2 separate regions of the Hordeum vulgare genome follow, and region 2 is linked to region 1. Evidence: chromatin contacts called from public Hi-C data. All regions are on one chromosome and are shown on one strand. The core of a region is the stretch at or near the end of the contact, and the rest is flanking DNA. Distances in the headings are between cores, read along the strand shown.

The links. A called contact is a pair of places that touch in the nucleus more often than the background predicts.
Region 2: a contact with region 1 is called in a Hi-C map of seedling, with 2.1 times the contacts expected there. The contact joins the promoter of LOC123453111 here to the promoter of LOC123399281 in region 1. A contact is called at or near these places in 2 of 6 Hi-C or Micro-C datasets (leaf and seedling).

What each region holds. Positions count from the first base shown.
Region 1 is chr5H:565,941,946-565,949,106 of MorexV3_pseudomolecules_assembly, forward strand. LOC123399281 reads right to left here and starts at 2,577. Exons shown (of 2, transcript XM_045093700.1): 1 at 2,346-2,577; 2 at 1,036-1,384. The coding sequence starts at 2,468. The coding sequence ends at 1,349. It overlaps LOC123453108 (dolichol-phosphate mannosyltransferase subunit 1-like), which reads left to right. Exons shown (of 8, transcript XM_045129873.1): 8 at 1-85.
Region 2 is chr5H:566,145,005-566,152,165 of MorexV3_pseudomolecules_assembly, forward strand. LOC123453111 (mitochondrial import inner membrane translocase subunit TIM10) reads right to left here and starts at 3,188. Exons shown (of 6, transcript XM_045129876.1): 1 at 3,045-3,188; 2 at 2,888-2,949; 3 at 2,744-2,796; 4 at 1,750-1,788; 5 at 1,365-1,434; 6 at 729-1,046. The coding sequence starts at 2,932. The coding sequence ends at 996.

The DNA.
Region 1 (7,161 bases), core at 1,327-3,826:
TTTGTTAACATTTTCAGACTTACAATTGAATTCTGTACACAAGTTTTAGTGTGTGGGTATCCTTATGAATTGTGTGGTACCTTGAGTTCTGCGACTTCTACCACTTGCCGGTGCGCGCAACCACCGACTTAGGCCCTGTTTGGATCCCAGTGCTAGAGCTAGTTGGAGCTGAACTAACTCTCAAAGCATCCAAACACATGTGCTAGAGCTGAACTAACTCTCAAAGCATCCAAACACATGTGCTAGTTTGGGTTAGATGAAAACTAACCCACCCAAAAAACTATCCTGAGATGAGGTGCTAATTGGAGCTAGTTGTGGTGGATCCATAAAAAAAAATTAGCCACACCAAATCCCTCCTCCTGCATCTTATCTCCTCCCATCTCTCCCTCTCCTCCTGCAGGCCGCCGCAGCCCGCCCCGCCCCCGCTCACCACCAACGCCGCCACGTCCTCCTCCCGCATCCACTCGCCACCGCCGGCCGCGCTCGCCCCTGCAGGCCGCCGCAGCTCGCCCCCGCCCCGACCGCGCTCACCACCAACGCCGCCACGTCCTCCTCCCGCATCCACTCGCCACCGCCGGCCACCTCCGTCCCGTCCCGTCCAGACCGCCCCAGGCCACCCAGGTTATGTCATTTGTGAGCGGATGGAGGCCACACAAGAGCTGGCCACAACAAATTCTGGTTAAAAGAGATACATGATTGAAAAAGGTGCATTTATTGTCAAACTAACCTTTACATCCAAACACCATCAAAGGCTAGAGTTAGTTCATGGTTAGACTAAAGTTAGAAACTAACTCTAACCTCTAGCCCTGTTAGATTATCCAAACAGGGCCTTAGCTGCTTATGGTGTCACATGAGTTGATTGTATCCATGGGATTAGTGCTTCAACAGCTACCTTGAAAAACTATATAGTATGAAAAACAGGCAGTTTTTAGAACTGGTTGGTTAGTTGTGAACATTGCTCTGGCAGTTAACATGCAAGTGAAACGGATGGACGGCACATAAACAAGAGGACAGGAAACATAAAAACACTTCATATGCAGTACTTCAATTTAATTTAGCAAATCTAAGAGCGTATAATGCTCGAGGAAAAAGACATACAGAAAACCAGTATTTTGTTTTTAATCCCAGCGCTCCTTATGCTTGGTACAAAGTATAAATGTGTGAAAATAGAGGGCGCATAGAGATGAATGGTCATCCAAATCCCTGAATCTATATTACATCAAAGGAACTGTCCGAAAATCAGTCCCAGAAAGCATAACCGCGAATGACCACTCATCATCAAAAGGTGAGATTTCTTGCAGATCCTTTTGATTGGTATTGTCTGATACTAACTTGCCATCCTTCCTTCTCAATCTTCGCTCTTCTCCTTTTCCTTTTCTAGCTTCTGTGACACACCCACAAGAAGTTAGAATGCATTTCAGGAGAAGTTGTGCAATGACAATATACAGTAAATACCAGAAAGCAAAATGAAATTCTGAGAAACACAAGTTGCTGCCGCGTCAGTTTTGTCTATGTACCAAAATGCATACAGGGTGACTAAGTTAAGCCCAGAACTATTGCCTACATTTACTCTATATCTGAAGCTGCATTTTACCATCAGCGGTTGCTGCAATCATTTCATGTCAGCCAAATAATGAATGATTTACTGAACCAAACCAGATTTACATATAAACCAACATGGTGTCACAAATATAGGTTTCAGTTTCTTTTCAGGTAAGATATATCAAGAGCCAACACGTTTCCTACTCACCCTTTATGCTGGTATCTCACCTAAAAAACAAAATGACATTAAAGGAGTATCTAAAAGAAGTTTCCGCTTGCTGCTGAAGTAAAAGCAGGCGTGTATGTCATTTGGCCTAAAAACATACAGATCCCTCTTTCGAGAGCAGAATATATTGTTGTTGAACCAACATTGTGAATATGTGACCCCCCACTACTGCAGTTAACACCAACAACCACAGGTAGCCCTAAAACAACATGGAGCCATGGCTAGGAAATGCCAGGTTTTCCCCACTGTAAACATGGAAGAACACACATGGGGATCCATGGATCATACCCTGCCCCAACTACGCATGGTACCGATCAAGCCCTGGCTCCTAGGCATCAACGCGGCAACTAATCACAGGCCCTCTCACGCGCCAACCCACCCGCCCCCGCATCTCCCGTCAGAGAGCAACCATGGCATTCAATCAGCACACAGGCAAAACAAAAACAGCTATGATTTCGCAGGCCCGGAGCCATGGATTCGGCACGAACAAGAAGCAGCGGCGCGGGTCGGGGAGGGAATCCCACACCAAGTTCTCATACAGAACGGGTCGAGAACACGAGGGGGGGTCGGCGCTTACGGATTGCTCGGAGTGCCAGGCGAGGCCGCGGTAGACGTTGAAGGAGAAGGAGCCGGCAAGGTAGAGCGTGGCCACGCCCAGCCCCGCCGTCAGCGCCTTGAACGCCGTGTCCATCACCGCCATCTCCGCCGCCGGGGGTTGTTCGAGCGCAGAAACCCTCGTCGCCGGATTCCGTCGGTCTGCGTGGGTGCCACGAGGGGAGAAAGAAACCTCGGGTCGGCCTTGGGCTACTAGACTAGTTCGGGCTGTGGGCTTCCGGGTAATTCAATGCTAGGCATTTTCTTTTTGCGCGGCCTGGCCCAACATCTACGAAGCGGCTTAAAATTCACACTCGTAAAGTTCTATGGGAGCTCCGGGAGCGACCGCCTACCTGCCGCTCACTGCGGCAGGCAGACCTACGCCGCACAGCGGTCCGCCCCGACTGGGCCGGCCCAGTTTTGTTTTCTTTTCTGTTACTTTTTCTATCTCTGTTTATTCTCTTTTTATTTCCTTTTTCCTTTTCTTTTTCTATTTGAGGAAAAAACATTCGAATTTGAAAAACAATTTCTAAAAATCATGAACAAATTTGGAAGTGTGAACAATTTTTTAAAGCACGAACATGTTTTAAATATTGAGAACAAAATTATGACAAAGAGAACAATTTTGATACACCCTGAACAAATTTGAAAGCGCGAACAAAAATTTTAAGCACGAACATTTTTTGAATTTTGAGAACAAATTTTGCAACCGATAACAATTTTCAAAAAAACTTAACAAATTTGGAAGCGTGAATGATTTTTTAAAGCACGAACATTTTTTGAAACCGATAAAAATTTTCAAAAAAACTTAACAAATTTGGAAGCGTGAATGATTTTTTAAAGCACGAACATTTTTTGAATATTGATAACAATTTTCAAAAAAACTTCACAAATTTGGAAGCGTGAATGACTTTTTAAAGCACGAACATTTTTTCAATCTTGATAACAAAATTTGAAAAGGAGAACAATTTTAAAAAACCCGTAACAAATTTGAAAGCTCGAACAATTTTTTAAAGCATAAACATTTTTGAAATTTTGAAAACAAATCTTGAAGCTGAGTACAATTTAAAAAAACATGAACAAATTTGAAAGCGCGGACAATTTTCTAAAGCATGGATATTTTTTGAATCTTGAGAACAAAATATCGAAAAGGAGAACAATTTTGAAATCGCAAAACAAATTTAAAGCACGAACATTTTTTGCATTTTGGGAACAAATTTTGAAACCGAGAGCAATTTAAGAAAAACGTGAAAAAATTTGGAAGCGCGAATAATTTTTTAATACACGAACATTTCTTGAATATTGAGAATAAAATTTTGAAAAGGAGAACAATTTTGAAAAAGCCTAAACAAATTTGAAAGTGCGAAGTATTTTTTAAAGCACAAACATTTTTTGAATTTTGAGAACAAATTTTGAAACCGAGAACAATTTAAAAAAACGTGAACGAATTTGGAATCGCGAACAATTTTCTAAATACAATTTTTTTTTGGAAAAGATAAACAATTTCTTAGTCTATAAGCAATTTTTTTGTAAGAAAGAACATTTTTTGGAATTTGTGAACAATTTTTGAAACGGAACATTTTTTGAAGTTATGTGCACTTTTTAAAACAGGAACATTTTCTGAACTTATATACATTTTTTGACACGGCAAATATTTTTTATGAAATGAAAAACATTTTTTAATCTTCTCTTACATTTAAATATCGTGAATAATTTTAGAATCGGCGAACAAAATTTGAAAGAACATAATTTAAATTTTAAAAAAAGAGAAGCATTTTTCGTAAAAGAGGAACATTTTTAAAAAAAATGTGAACAATTTATTAGAAAAGGAACATTGTTTGAAAAATCATGCAGTTTTTTGAATACGAGAACAATTTTTGGAACACCAAATTTTTTCAAAAGATGAACACATTTTGGAAGCAGGAACATTTTTTGAAGCACGGACATTTAAATATAAACTGTGAATACGGGAACATTTTTGGAAATTCAAAATAAAAATTATAAAATGTCAAACAGAAAAATAGAAAAAGGAAAAAAGGAACAAAAGTGTAGGAAAAAATGAAAAGAGAAACAATAACATTTGTTTCTAAATGAACAATTTTTGAAAATGTCAGACATTTTTCTGAAATCCAGAACATTTTTTGAAGCTATGAATGTTTTTGAATAACCGCAAATATTTGAAATTTAGAACATTTTTATAAAATCAGAAAAACATTCTGAATTTCAAGAACAAATTTAAAACGTGAACTTAGCTACAAAATAACCATAGAAAAAAACAGAAGAAGGAAAACGAAAAAATAAAAAAAAGGAAAAAACGGAACAGAAAAAAGGACAAAAAAATGAAGCAGAAACCAGAGCTGCCTGAAGAGGGAGATGGACCGGCCCAGTTGTTCGCGCCCCTGTGCGTTGGCCCGACTATTGGATAGGGGTCACCACCTTGTTATGAGAGTTATGTCTCGCGCCGAGCGCTACAGTATCGGAGCGGCCCACTAAAGTGATTTTTTTCCAGAAAAAACAGAGTGAAAATTGTGTACGCTCGAGGGATCGAATATGAAATCTCTCTAGCCACTGCGCCACCATCCAATTATTTTTTGAGCCAGAATACCAAATTTATTCCATCAACCTGAACGACCAGCTAAATCGCCGATGATCAACGCGTGAACAAAATTCGGCGCACCATCCGACCAAAAGGTTGAGGATGAACGGCCCGTTCGCGCACCATATGCAGCTAGCCAGAGTGCTACATTATTACAGCCCCGTGGGCGAATACACATAAAGTAAGAAAAAAAATTAAGCTAGCAAAAGATTTGATCTACTAGAAGTAAACGGCGTTAGATTTAATACTGGTTTGTTTTCTTTTTCTTCTTTACTTTTTATTCTTTTTTTCTTCATTTCTATTCGGTTTTCTACAGGTTCTTGCTTTTCCCCCTTTTTTCTTCTCGTTTTTTGTTTTTCTCTGTTTCTTTCATTGTTCTTATTGGTTTTTCCTTACTCAATTCCCTTCTTTTATTCCTTGGTTCTTTGTTTCTTTATTGGTTTCAATGTTTTTTTTGTTCTTTTTTTATTATTATTCTCCTGGTGTTTTGTGCACTTGTTTCTTTCGTTTTACCTTTTTTTATTTCCTTTTTTTGGGGGGGGGGGGGGGGGGGGAGATTCTTGAAGAATGACAAGCATGTCATCGTATTTCTTCGACGTTGTCGTTGAAGGCAAATCAACGGATTGTCGATGCGTCATCACATCAAAACTTCCATATCTGAATAAAGGACCACCACGAATAGTGGAGGACTTATCATTATGGCACGTCGGGTGGGGAACAAACCTGAGTACCTTTGGCCCCATAACCATTGTCTTCACTCGATGTTGTTGAATAAGAAAGGCAAAACTTCCAAGCAACAAACCGGAGCCTTGCATCCGATAGGTTGTCTCCCGAAACACCCGATCTGCCACATAGGAGTAGCGATAGAATACATCTCCCTTTGGCCCCTTGACCTTGTTGTAGAGGGCATTGCGAGATGTTGTTTGGACATGGGTTACTAATTCATAGTGCCAGTGCAGCCGTCACCTCGGCGTTGACAAAGAAACTATGAACCCTAACTATAACTCTAGACCCCGACAGAAGAATTGGGTCCCTTCCCCTCACCTGTATATTTGGACAACATAAAGAAAAGGTGGAATTGACCATAAACTTTAACACAAAATAACCAACCATGGGTTCTAAACCCCAGTTATGGCGATTAAGAATAAATTTTAAGTATCATCCCATGATTGATGAACTTCTCATAAAATTTAATTGATGGCTTACCAAAAATGATATTTGTAAAATAGTCTCGTTGAGCTGTGAGTAGGATTATATAAATTACTAACATTAACATTTTATGTGCTAGCAGATATAGTAATATACTAATTTAAAAACCTTGCACTTGCTGGCTTGCTTTAGTGGTTGTGCACAAGCCATGCCTAGCAACATTTAATTGTGCAAAGAGTCATGAGATGATAAAATGAAACCTTGTTTGTACGTGACCTAGCGTGAATACTCCAACATGCATATGGCGTGTTTGTATGAGTGGCTTGCTAATTGTATATTGAATGAATTAATATCAACGGTGAATTTAACCCATTAAACGCAGGAGAAGGGCGGCCAACCAGCTATGCCACATGGCGCAAGCTAGTTGGTCGCGGTGAGATAGTTTTTGGAATATATTTTTTAGATGGAGGTGAGGATTTTTTAAATGTTGTTTTTAGATGGAGGTGAGGATCCTACATGTTTTTTTAAACGGAGAGCTATGCAAAATGGTGCTTGCTAGTAGGCTGGTTGGTATTTTTTGTACCTTTTTTAGATGAAGGTAAGATTTTTTTCCTGAGATATTTTTTTAGATCGAGGCGAGGACCTCATGCATTTTTTAAAAAAATAGAAACATGTGCATAGCTTCCTCTCAAATGGCGTCACAGGGCGACGCCGCAACCACTAGTTTGACAGCAATGGTTGCATGATAGCTTCGCCCCTGCGTGTATACGAGATTCCATCTAACCCCTCACTCTCAATATTCATGACGATGTAGCCCAAGGACCATAGACTATATGTGCATGTACGTTTGAATTTTCACAATGTTGAAAGTGAAGGTCTTTTTCATCAAAATACCGACTAGTCTAAAGTAAAGTTTTCCTTCAACAATACAAAAGAGAGGTCATCCAGAAGTATTCTAACCCTTCATTGTCAATATTCACGGTAAGCTATCCCAAGACCCATAGACTATAAACTATGTGCATGTACCTTTCAACCTTCACAATGCAGAGAGTGA
Region 2 (7,161 bases), core at 1,938-4,437, 200 kb after region 1:
CCTGTGCAAGAACAATCTGGTCTTCTCATTGTTGAGGATCAGCTAGTATGCTTCAGCATTTTGAAGTAATCTTGGATAGATTTGAGTAACTATTTCTGTGTGTATTTGTAATGGGATTGCTTTTAGTTTACTGAGGTATTAACGACAATCCAAGCAGGGCCTCACTCATGTGCACTCAAGATTTCTGAACCATCTGATTTTTTTAGAAGATACACAAAATATTTTAACCGAGAACATGACCATTTGAGATCTGCACACAAAGTGCTACTATCATCATTTGTCTTTCTTGTTGAGGACATGATATAATTGAGCAATATTTTAATACCGTCATTGTTGGCTTCCAGCTTCTTTCTTGCAAAAATTATATCGTTATGGCCTTTGCTCTAAGATACAAAATTAGAGATGACCGTTCTCAAGGAACAACATTTTTTCCAACCAATTTTAGCTACTCAAGAACATACACCCTCTGTAAACATTTTTTTCAACCATAATTATTTAGGTACAGAGGAAGTAAAAGCTACTCAAGCATTCCCAAGAACATACTCTCTCTGTAAACTAATATAAGACCTTTTAGATCGCTCTAGTAGGGATCTAAAACATCTTGTATTAGTTTACAAGAGGGAGTACATGATAGCATTGGTCCTTAAGTTGACTTAGCAAATGGGGCCAACGGTAGAGAAGAAATTCATGCCAGCAGACATTCAGACACAGCCACTCGGGCCTAATCATAACAATGAAAAGAGAAGCTTCGGCGGTAAAATCTATCGAGCTGTACCAAATTATTACAGGCATGCGCCTCTGCCCATGATTCAGTGACACGGTACACCACTGGAAAGGGCGACAAGCTGGGGGTTCCCTTTTCAACAGTATATATGAATTAGTTGGTCACTCATGCTTTACTTAGCGAAACGGCGAACATTCCAAAACAAAAACGGAGGAGAAACATGGAGACGGTGTCCTGCTACAGAAAATGCGGCTACTGCTTATCAGAGCGCTCACATCTGGGTCTGCTGAGTCCCGAGCATTCCGCCGACAATGTTAGTCACCTGAAAAGAAAGTATCCATAATAAGGGGTTTGGCGGTGTATCAAGCAAATTTAAGAAATGTGTATGTAGAGATCTAAACAACTGAGCACTATTATTTCGAGGCAAAGAAAGAAAAGGAAGGGATATGAAATTGCAAATTCATCTACATCCGTGAGGTAGCTAGCAGTTCCACATCAAAACTATCCATGGCAAAAATGCATCTTCTCAGAGATAATTTAAAGCACAGGAAATGGTGTTTTCTTGCCCGAAGCAGGAAAAAGGCAGTGTGATATTATTAGTATCTTCTATAAAAACCACATATATCATAAGTGAACTTGCCTGCCAGTACTTCGAAACACACCGGTCAATGCAACTGTTCTCTCCCATGTTGAGTTCAGCTTCTTTATGCCTGTTGGAACAGAACAAATGACAGGAAAAAGCCATGAAAAGAGGATAGATCTTTCTTGTGGTTGTCAACCAATGAGTTACAACGAAAAGGGATGATTGGTGGAAAGTTGGACCACCAGTCGACTATTTTAACCACCTTAGTTGAGCCATAATGAAATTTTGCATTATCTTAGTACATGAAAATAATAATATAACTGCAACGTTTTTGTTACTCATTTTATAGAACTATAAACAGCAAATGAACAAAGCAATCCAGAACCAAGTAATAATGTGTTGAAAAGATGGCAAGAGATTTTGAGTTAGAAAGGCCAAGTACCTTTTCTCAATGCACTTCTCAAAACAAACATGTGTAAGCCTGCATAAAAAAATTGGCTCACGGCATCAACATGTGTACAATAAAAAAGGATTCCGAAATAATATGGCACAATCTAACTATCTCCAAGCAAAAAGTGTACAGATTGGATGATACACCATGGTGAGGTTGCTAAATATCTATCATCCCTACAATAATTGCAGACATTTCAGAAGACAATACCTATGCAAGCGTATTTGGAACACACAAACAAAACAGGAAATACTCACTTGTCATCATTAATCTAGTTTAGATTAGGAAGCAAAGAGAGTATCTAGTACTAGCAAAGTACAAGGCATCTTTGTGCTTTCAAGTAATAGCATGCCAACATCACTAACTTAGCTGATGCTAACTATTCTCCCGATCAATGTGACTAGTAGGTGGTATATAGCAGTACATTAACGAGCATTTAACACATAATTTGCAGGTTCATGGAAGATCATTCTATTAGGGAGTTGGACGATGTCATTATGCATTTATGCTCAGCTCATCAAGGAGTTTCCGGCACATAAATACCAGGCTTATAACTGCCATACTACATTATGCTATTAGGAGTGGAGTAACAGTAGTACACACACATCATTTGCGGGTTCAGGGAAGATATCAATCTAATGCGCAATTCAACGATCATGCAGTTGTACTCATAGTCGTCGATTGCAGAGCATGGCAATCATTTGGCATGACTGAAGGAAAATTAGTTTGCAAGGAAATAACTGAAGCAGTAAGCACACTAAACACCAGGCTTATAACTGTCAAGCTAAATTAGGCTACTCATCGTCAGCAATGCCACGACAAGTGCAAGCAATTCCTTTTCAGCAGACAATGGCATCCCTCAATGTATAACTACATGAGCAACAACCACTACGGAGTTGGTTCTACTCATTGCATCAACCAGCGATCTGATCTCACAATCCCCACCCAAGTGGTAGTACAGCAGGGTAACAGGTGCACCACTCACCGGTTGAAAAGCTCGACCCGGTACTCCATCTCCTTCTCGGCCATCCCGAACATCTGCATCGCGCAACCGAAGTCAATTAACCTCGGCGCAAAACTCCCGAAATCAAAGAGGGTGAAATTCGGAAGCAAAGATGGGCGCGCGTACCATCTCCTTCTCCAGCTCTCTCTGCACGTCCTTGGCAGCAGCCATTGTCGCGACGCCTTAGCCTGCACAGACAGAATCACAGAGCGCACCGATCTAAGCAGGGGAATCGTCCGAGGAAGGCATGGAAGATACGGGGGGCAAAGACGGCAGTGCTTACCGGGAAGGATGACGGGAGGAGGCCGGAGATATCGCGAGCTCGGCGGCGGCGGCGGCGGCGGCGGGGGTCGTCGAGATGCCGCGGACGCGAAGAGGAGCCCTGGAGCAGCGGCGAGAAAAACTCTAGGGTTTTGCCCTTCTTCTTTCTTGGAGGAGGAGTGAAGGGCCTGCGCGTCCTATATGGGCTTCGCCCAGCTCCAATGGGCCTCTGGGCCCGTATATGTTCTCTCCAGCCCAAGGCCAGCTTTTCTGGGCAGGTGGGCGATAAGCGGCTCTATTTGTTTTGAAAAAAGCACAGATCACCCAAATCAATCAAAAACCACCCACATCACCCCCCTAACCCCCACTTAGGCCTTGTTTGGTACTAGTGTTTTTGAGGAGATTGATGGTGATAATCCCCCAAGGGATTGGGTGAAACCCCAACCTTCACCCAGTCCCTTCAAATCCCCATTTATCCCCAATACACTAGGTAGGCGTAGTGTAATGGGTATTGAAAAAAATGCACTATAATTTGGGGATTTGAGGGGAAATGTGGGGATGAAACATGTCAAATACACTAGAACCAAATGGAGTTATGGGATGTGTGGGGATTGAGGGGTTTGACCGGGATAATCCCCATAAATTCCCTAAAATACACTAGTACCAAACAAGGCCTTAGGGTTTGTTCATTTAATCCCTCACCCAAGTGGATTGAAGAGGTTTGGAGGAGTTTGGAGAGAAATTTGACTAAGAGGGGATTTAGGGTCTGTTTGGTTCTCACGCAAGCGCTCGCTTAGCCTGGCCCAACAAGGAAGAAAAGCATTTGGTAGCTGGGCGACCGAGCCTCGTAACCAACGGTTTCCAGCTTTTTTGTGCTTGAGCGAGCGAGCCGATTTGGCTCGCCTCCATCGGCAAGGCTAGCTTTGCCTAGCGACGCAATCAGGCGAGAGAACCAAACAAACCCTTAATCCCTCACAATCCCTCTTAATCCCCTTCGAACCCTCTGCAACCGAACAAGGCCTTAAGCGGATTGGAAGAGCCGTTTTGCGTATATGGCGCTTGGGCCGAGCCCTCCGATCGGCCACGTAGGATTGTGCTGGCTTGGTGCAGTCTAATTGACCCACATGAGCCGATTCAACCCAGGAGCCCCAAATCGATCATGTCGGTCTGCCTTTTCGTGTGTACCTCCACCTGCTAGGGATTCTCCCCTCCTCGTCCTCCTATGTGTCCTTTTTCATCGAGACAAGGTCGCAAGTTGTCGTGGCTTGGCTCATCCGATCCCCTATAGGCAGCGATTACCATAGGTTGCAGCACAAAAAATCTGGACTATGCCGACTTGAAATTAGAAAATGGCAGCAACCTATGTGAATTTTGTGTGCAAAATTCAGAACTATTGAGCACATTTTCAAAATAGGCGATAGCAAATTGGTAACTAGTAACAAATTCCATAACATCACAGGAAATTCTCATGATATGACAAGTAACTTGATGTTGGACCTAAACAAAAGCACAAACTTCAACATAATGTTACACATCAAGTACATGACATCAGTGGCGATTGTAGTAGGGAGGCTTTAATAGGCTGAAGCCTACCCTCCAAAATCCTATTTCAGTTAAATATAGCATATGTCATATGGCAATTACATCAAGGTGCTTTGCATGCAATAATTTCAATGTATTTGTTAATTAGGCGTAGTAAATTGATGATTTGAGCCTACCGTCTACTATCACGCTAGATTCGCCACTGCATGACATTGACAAGCAAGCTGTCCATTCTCCTTTCTGTAGTGAGGAGCCATTGCACCGTGTTACTAGTTGGCACTTGCATGCGAGTTGAGCTTGAATTTGCATGATTTCCTCGAGCAGGCTGTGAGCTTGAAGTTGTTTTGTTCTGACTCCTCCCCCCGTTGGTTATGTCTACAACTTGGTGAGAATGTTGTTGTGAAGATGATCTTGTCGGAGGTGATCGTTGTGAAGATGCTCTTGCTGGTGGTGCTTGCTTCTTTGCCCTCTTTGTTGGATTAGGTAGTGCTTTATTTGGGGCTCCTGGATTGAATCGGTCCACCCGCACCAAGACGACCGAATCCGACGTGGCCGGTCGGAGGGCTCGACCCAAGCGTCACACAGCCAAAACAACTCTTCCAATCAGTTTAAGTAGGGGTTAGGGGGTGATTTGGGTGGTTTTTTATTGATCAGGGGATTAAGTCTCTGGTGTTGTAGTTGGTGGGTTAACTGTCCCTTAAGGCCTTGTTTTGTTTGTGCATGACCCGTGTGTATCAGTCAGGATTTCATTCTGATCCACGTGTACCAACGAGACGTAGAACTGTTCCCTCACAATGCCGAGAAACTTGTTTGGTTTAGCCTATTCGTGGAATATCCACTGGTCAATCCACTATAGTTCACTCCAAACCACAAGGTTAAAAAGAATCGTCCTTCACACGTGGAAAGCATCCAAGGGAGCAGGGCCGGCCCTATGATTTCGGGAGGCCCTAGGCGAAACCGATGACTTGGGTGATTGTACTGACAACATTAATTTTAAAATTTATTGGCTCCTCTGTACTTGTGCCATCATTGACCTCAACATTTGAATTTTCATGCTCGGGGTTACTTTCTTGCCCTTGCTCTTCACTCGTATCGACATTGCTCGAATATGTAAAGTACCTATTCAAAGAACCCTTCAATGGTTGAATTTTCAGATCACATTCTTTCTTTTGTTCTTTTTTTTTCAGCACCCAACAATTGCTTCTTTTTAGGCAACATGACAGGCAAATGTCCTAAAATTATAAAAAAAACGATACAAAGAATTAGGAATTTATACATCGAATGATTGAAACCCCAAACATACATGGATAAATAGTTGAATAGTGAATACGTACGTACTAATTACTCCGTACTAAATAAAGATGGATGGAAGGACTACTCGTGTTGAATTGTGCTGTTGATTACTCATTCTGAATTTTGATGGATGGATGGATGTATGGTCGGGCCTCGTGCCCTCGTTGGCTTCGGATGCGGGATGGCTGCAACGGCCTCGTACCCTCGACCCCTGGTCGTACTGCTGATGGATGAATGGTCGGACTGCCAGCAGCCGGCGACGCTTGCACGCGCAACGGCGACAAGTCAGCCGAAGCGCCGACCGACGCGGTATGGTTGGACTGTAACTGCAAGCTGAAGATTCGACGAGGGCACTCGGGACGAGGCGTCTATGCGACCAAAACACGAAGGGAAACGATTCTACAACGTCGTAAATTGGGCAATCAATCGCTGATGGGCTAGCATCTCCAACATGCGCGGTTAATATGGCGCGTGCGGGAGAAATCACGCTTTCCGCGCGCGTGGGTGTTTGACATGCCCCAGCAGGTGCGGGAAAAATACGCGTGTTAAATAAAACGGTGCGCACGCAAAAAATCCCGCAGCGTGTGCTGTAGTTTTTGCATGCGATATACAATGCGCCCTATATAAACCGTGCGCGAGCGCCGACAAACCGCCACCTGTGTCGTCTTCTTTCTCGCCTCCGCTGCACCACCATCGCTCGCCGCGCTGTTCTTCTTTGTCGCCGGCGCCCTTCTCCCTCGTCCCCGCCTTTCCCTTCCTCGCCGCCACGATGCCACGACGCCCACGAAGCAGCTCCGGCTTCCATAGCGTCTACGCATGCCCCTCCGCCGTGTTCTACGCGGAGATATGCTTTCGGGACATTCGCCTCGAACTTGACACTTTTGACACCACCGAGGTGGCCGCCCGCGCGTACGACGCAGCGGCGTGGCGTCTCTCTAGGCCGCGCTCGCAGATGAACTTTCTGTCCGTCTGGACATGTGAGGAGGTGCAGACCCTCACGCCACCCCTGCGGGTAATCATTGCGGAGGACCGCTGCATCCAGGCGAGGCGGGACCGCCACCTCCTCATCACCGCGACGGACGAGCAGGCCATGAAGGTGTGGTGTCAGTGCTTCCCGCAGGATGTCCTCGAGGAGCATGAGTTCTTGGCGCGGCAGAGGACGGTGCGAGCCGTGGAGCGGGCGGAAAGGCGTGAGCGGAAGGCTGTAGTTGTAGTGCAGTGTGACCTGGGGCAGGCGTTGACATGGAGCAGTGACGATGATCGCTCACATGACGCCTTTCTCACGTTGAACTACACCATCGAGG